Linked DNA regions of Triticum aestivum: region 2 is linked to region 1. The links are chromatin contacts, called in public Hi-C maps. All regions are on one chromosome and are shown on one strand. The core of a region is the stretch at or near the end of the contact, and the rest is flanking DNA. Distances in the headings are between cores, read along the strand shown.

The links. A called contact is a pair of places that touch in the nucleus more often than the background predicts.
Region 2: a Hi-C map of leaf shows a contact between it and region 1, with 8 times the contacts expected there. The contact joins the enhancer-like site here to the promoter of LOC123165850 in region 1. A contact is called at or near these places in 3 of 5 Hi-C or Micro-C datasets (all in leaf) and 1 of 1 datasets of contacts at active chromatin or transcription factors (leaf).

The regions. Positions count from the first base shown.
Region 1 is chr7D:230,942,465-230,945,309 of IWGSC CS RefSeq v2.1, forward strand. LOC123165850 reads right to left here and starts at 1,338. Exons shown (of 2, transcript XM_044583591.1): 1 at 724-1,338; 2 at 1-195. The coding sequence starts at 1,094.
Region 2 is chr7D:231,210,634-231,213,478 of IWGSC CS RefSeq v2.1, forward strand. No RefSeq gene overlaps it. Among protein-coding and RNA genes, the nearest start is that of LOC123165850, 270 kb to the left of the region's middle. Within about 2 kb of position 1,393, at least 1 of the 8 cell types and tissues checked has an H3K27ac peak or open chromatin away from gene starts, as enhancers often do. A contact at or near this core is called in leaf, where this site is marked.

The sequences.
Region 1 (2,845 bases), core at 88-2,587:
AGGAGTGGCGGCAGGTACGTGGTGACCAGCGAGCTGCAGGAGGCCCTCCGCCGCGACCATGCCGCCAGCACGCGGCGGCGCTTGTTGAAGGGGTTCTCCGGCTTGGCGATCTCCTTGGCCGCCGCCTTGGCTGCAGCCTCGGCCAGGCTCGTGAAGGATTTGGACTTGCCGGCGTAGAAGTTCGAGAGGCCCCTCCTGCGATTAATTTCATTCATCTTGGTCAGTTAATGTTCCAGGGCAAACACTCCATGGGTACTACTGTAGTTGCATATTTGCAGAGCAGTATTTGGCCTGTTGTTGATGCACAGCTAGGCTATTCACATGCCCGGGATTTCAGCTAATTACACACAGCAAATTAAATCCATCCATGATCTTTATCAGTTTGACTAGCAGAAAGATGCGAACTTTCTCCGTAGTCTGTCCTAACTAATGCAAAGTTCAACAGAACGGGCATACTGGTTTTCTAGCTCCAGTTTTGTGATCTACTAGAGCCCAATGATTACACCAGAAGAACACAACTGGCCGAGGAATCAAAACAGATTTTTTCATCAAGGAGGAAAAAAATCCATCTTTTTCTCTAAGACTGTTGGACTAAGAAATATCCTATTTGACCAAGAAAAACTTGAAGAGATCACAACAAGATCATACAAATTTAGCAAAAACCTCCGGTAATTAATTAATAATAAAGCAAGGAGCAAGAGGATGGGGAAGAAGAAAGCTTACTTGCTGGGCAGCGCGTCCTCGAGGGACTCGAGGGTCCCGAGCCCCATAGCGAGCACTTCATCCACGGGCGCCTTGGCCTCGCTCTCCACCTCCTCCTCCTCTCCCTCCTCCTTCTCCGACGTGGAGTCTTCCCCGATCGAGGAGCTGTCCGAGGAGGCCGCCCCGATCGAGGAGGCATCCGATAGCGCCTCCTCCAGCTCTCGCAGCTCCTCCGTCCCAACCTCCTCCCCCTCCTCCTCCTCAACGTAGAACCCGTTGGGTCCGCCGCCCCGATTCGTCTCCGGCTCCTCCGAATCCGGCCGCTGCTTCCCCTTCCCCGCGCCGCGGAACCCGTGCCCGCGCGCCATCCCCGGCGCCAGCGCCGTCGACATGCGCACGCCCGCGGCTGGCTAAGCAAGATCCAGCGAAAATCACGGAAGATCACGCGCGGATCGGCGGGTGGGTGGGTGCGTCCGCCGAGAGATTGACCACGCCGAGCCGGAGCACACAGACGAGGACAAGAAATCTTCGAGAGAGAGAGAGAGAGAGAAGGAAAGAGAGAGGTGGAGAGAGAAGGGGAAGGAAGGATTGGATAGAGATGCTGAGCTAGGCCAGGAGGACTAGGAAAGGAAAAACAGGGGGGCGTTTTCTATAGTTACAGGACGACGCCGGAGCGGTCCATGCGCCTTGTCCAGGCGTGCGAGCCTGGCGCAGGAGGTGGCCGGTCTCTGTCCGCCTGGCGCGCGGGCCACCCGTGGTGGCACCGCTCTCCATGGACTCGGTGTACATTATGGCGGGCTGACCTGAAGACATACCGGTATCGCTGTGCGTGATACGGTCGAGCGTATGGTATACGGGGTAAGTATACGGTGGGCGTACGTGTGCGATCCGGCTTGGTCTCCTGGGCCGGTCGCACGTGTGTGCCGCGGCCGGGAAGCGTGTGCCGCGGTGCGGGGTGACAGGTGGGGCGTAGTGCGCGTACACGCGTTGGATGGATGATGGATGGACGGATCGCTTTCTGCTGTCATGAGTCATGACTCCTCTGTCCACCCAAACCCAGGTTCAGCTGGCTGCAGGGTCTCTGGATGGCCCGACAATTTTTGGTTGCCGATCGGCGATGCTGCCCCGGCATCGATCCAAGAAGTGGTCCGATTCACAATCAAGCACAAGTGTCCGGTTTGATGCCATACTTGATGCTCCAACCACGACCACAATCCACAACGTGCTCCACTTGGAGTAGTCAAAACCGCAAAAGGGTAATCGTGGCTGTCGTTCGACAGCATTTTGGCTCAAGGTGAACTGTTACTGAGCTGACCTTGCACTGTGTGAGCTGTGCATGCTGCTCTCCAGGTCATTTGGTTAATTACCTTGACCAGAGAAGTAATCCTGCATGCATGGTCACTGATGGGGATGGCCTGGATAAACATAATGACCAGGCGCCACTTGATGCTCCTGCATGCACGCACAGCGTCCGATGTATACCTTATCTTGACCCCATGCGTTTGGCCTTGTCATTTGTTTTCTTCGCCCTGGCAATAAGCGGTGCTTGCATGTTCAGTGGTGCCCGTTTGTTGTCAAATCTGCCAAAAGGCGCCCGTTTTGTTGCTCCGATAAAGCAAATCCCACCCCTCAAGCAGGCGAGCACGTCCGTCAACAATGATCGATCACGTCTCAAGTAATCTCTTCTACATCTAGATATCTCAATTAAGAAATCTCAAATCCATACTACTGCTTGTAATGTGAAACTTAATCTAAACGGAATTCGTCTGCCTCCGTCGTGGCCATGTCCAGCGCCGGCTTCGTCCCTCAAAGTGTTGCCCTGGTCGCCGACAAGATATAGTAGGACTTGGGACACGCACCAGATCACGGGACTCAAGCACCGCCATCTCTCATGCTCTATTCTTTCTCGTCAGAGTCCGGAGCCTTCATGATGTCGGAGGATGTGAGATCGATGATTGATTCGTCGTAGGAGGAGCCGATGACGTCCACCATGACGCGGTTGCGGCTTCCGGTGTAGGATCGAAAGCATATTTAGAGGGGGATGATTAGACTACTTGACCAAATAAAAATCTATCATTTTCCTAATTTTAGTTGCGGGTAAATTTTAGCAATTAAGCACAAGTCAAACAATCAACATACACAT
Region 2 (2,845 bases), core at 143-2,642, 270 kb after region 1:
CAATTGGTTGGCAGTTCAATGCACACAGCTCCACAATCAGAGTGGGAGGTATACTTCCATGTTCTGGGTTTATCCTTGTTGCATCACACCAGCAACTATGCTATGCATGTTGGACACTGTATCTAAGGATGCGGATATTCTGCAGGCACATTGTGCATTGTCACCACATATATAATGGACTTGTATTGTCTAAGAAAAATAGGCATGTAGACATGTTAGGCAGGGAGATCTTGCAGGACGGATAGTTTACCTGTGAACTAAAGTACTCGTAGCACTGTAGCAATTTTCAGCTACGAATCTCACCTTTTTCTTTTCTGAAGATAGACTGTTGTGGAATGGGAGGGGGGTCAAAGACGTGGATTGGACAGAGTGGAGAATATCCCTCAAAACACTAAAACTTGAACATGAGAAGACAAAGAGAGTAAGAATCATCCGGTGAATCCCAGGGGAAGTGGCAAGGAACTTGATGTTATTAGGCTCTCGCGGATTGCAAAAGCGATAAGGATTTGATGTTTACACTTCATCTGCTATCACATGCTCACGGTCCCTTCTTACGGCCCAGTGGACTGGTGAATGGTGGCCAGATGGTATCTTTTCATTTTCCACCTCTCCCTTGGAAATATCTGGATATTTTCTGTCTAGTTTTCGCCAACCACCTCACCCTCGGCATCACCATCAGCAATCTATCGACCAGACAATGAGAAATGATTTTCCTGCATCTAGCTGGCTATGATCTTTTGGCAGGACGCACGGTCTGGACTCTGGATTGGTTGACTGCATGTGTTCCTTGAGGCAAAAAGTTGTGTTTGGAACATCTGAGGTGGACAGGGTGCAATAATTTGGTAGCCACCTGGACAAATCAGACAAGCACTGTGCTCTGAAGATGTGGTGAGCATTTTTGCCATCGTTTTTGTGTTTTGACTTTGGTTGGTACAGCATGTGGCATCTTGAATTTTATGTCCTGATATTATGTTATCGATGAGCTGGTATTGCTCTTACTGATGGTCTAAGGATATTTGCTGGCGAATGCTCATTCTTTTTTTACGACGGATGATGTAAGGTTCATATGCATAATTAGTTACTAAATACCTTCATTAGCCATGTCGAACTAAGCCAACAAATTTTGTTCTCCTTGGGACAAGATACATAATTCTTCCCTGCAAAATAAGATACATAAATCTTGAAAGAAACCAGTTTGTTTCAAGGATGTAATTATAGGAAAATTTTAGATGTGAGCAAAAACAACTTTTCTTTTGAGGCAAAATGAGCAAACACAACTGAGGGGATACAAAAATGTAGTGCAAAGCAATCACGTGCAATCTGAGTTTCTGGGCCAAAGCAGTCCCTCCTTATCCAGGACCACCCAACCTGGTAGGCCCTAAAATGCGTGCGAGCGAAGAAAGCCCGTACCATGGTATCTCGCTTACCGCAGGATGGAACAGCATTTCCTATCGGGCGCCTTAAGCGTCCGTTTCTTCGAAACCGGCGGACTGGCGCACACCTGCTCCGTCTGGGCTTGGCCCATTTTTTTACGTTATTCAAATGGTAGAAAACGTGCGCACATGGGATTTGAACGCCGCACCTCACGTGTTGGGAATCGTTGCATGGAAAGCAAAAAATTTCTACGCACACAGAATGATCTATCCATGGAGATGCATAACAACGAGGGGGGAGTGTGTCTACGTACCCTCGTAGACCGTAAGCGGAAGCGTTTCTCAACGCAGTTGATGTAGTCAAACTTCTTCACGCTTCAACCGACCAAGTACCGAACGCACGACACCTCCGCGTTCTGCACACGTTCAGCTCGGTGACGTCCCTCGCCTTCTTGATCCAGCAAGACGTCGAGCTAGTAGATGAGTTCCGTCAGCAAGATGGCGTGGTGACGGTGACGGTGAAGTGATCCTCGCAGGGCTTCGCCTAAGCACTACGAAAATATGACCGAGGGAGTAAACAGTGGACGGGGGCGCCGCACACGGCTAGGACAATGTTGTGTCCTTGTGTGGCGCCCCTTCCCACATATATATAGGTGGGAGGGGGAGGGGAGGCAGCCAGGGCGCGCCCTAGGGCTGGCCGCCGGCCCCTAGAGCCCCTGCCTTGCCCTGCGCCCCACCCCTTCCTTGTATAAACAAGGTGGAAAGAAAGAGGGGGGAGGGAAGGAAGGGGAAGTCTTACTCCACACTTTCCTTTCCCTCCCCTCTTTCTTTCTCCTCCTCATAGGTCGGCCTGATATGGGGGCGCACCAGCCCCTAGTGGGCTGGTGTGTTCCCTCTCTTAGCCCATATCTTTGCTGGGGGTGACCGAAACTCCTTTCCGATGACCCGATAAATACCCGGTACCCCTCCGGTACACTTCTAGTGTTCGAATACCATCATCCTATATATCAATCTTTACCTCTCGACCATTTCAATACTCCTCATCATGTCCGTGATCTCATCCGGGACTCCAAACAACATTGGATCACTATTGGGGATATAACTACTGGGTATGAACCGCCCAGGAGGGGCCGGGTCATACCACTGGCAGCTTACCAATGAAGATGGTGGATCATATGAGCCTGTTGATGGCCCAAGACCCAGAGGTGACTTAAGGCCCAGGAGGATGAACCGCCATGTATGTATGACTTGTATTGTAAGGCAATTGTAGTTAGTCACCGAGCCGGACACGTTGTGTATGAGCCGACCGGGACTCCGTGAGCCGCCCAGCGTCAACCTGTGTATATAAAGGGACGACCCGACATCGGGTTAGGGCAAGAGAGAAGAGATCGATAACTAGGTCAAGCGTATTTGCTCCCTGGTAATCGAAACCATAGCAATACAATCCCAAACTGTAGTTGGCCTTTACCTTC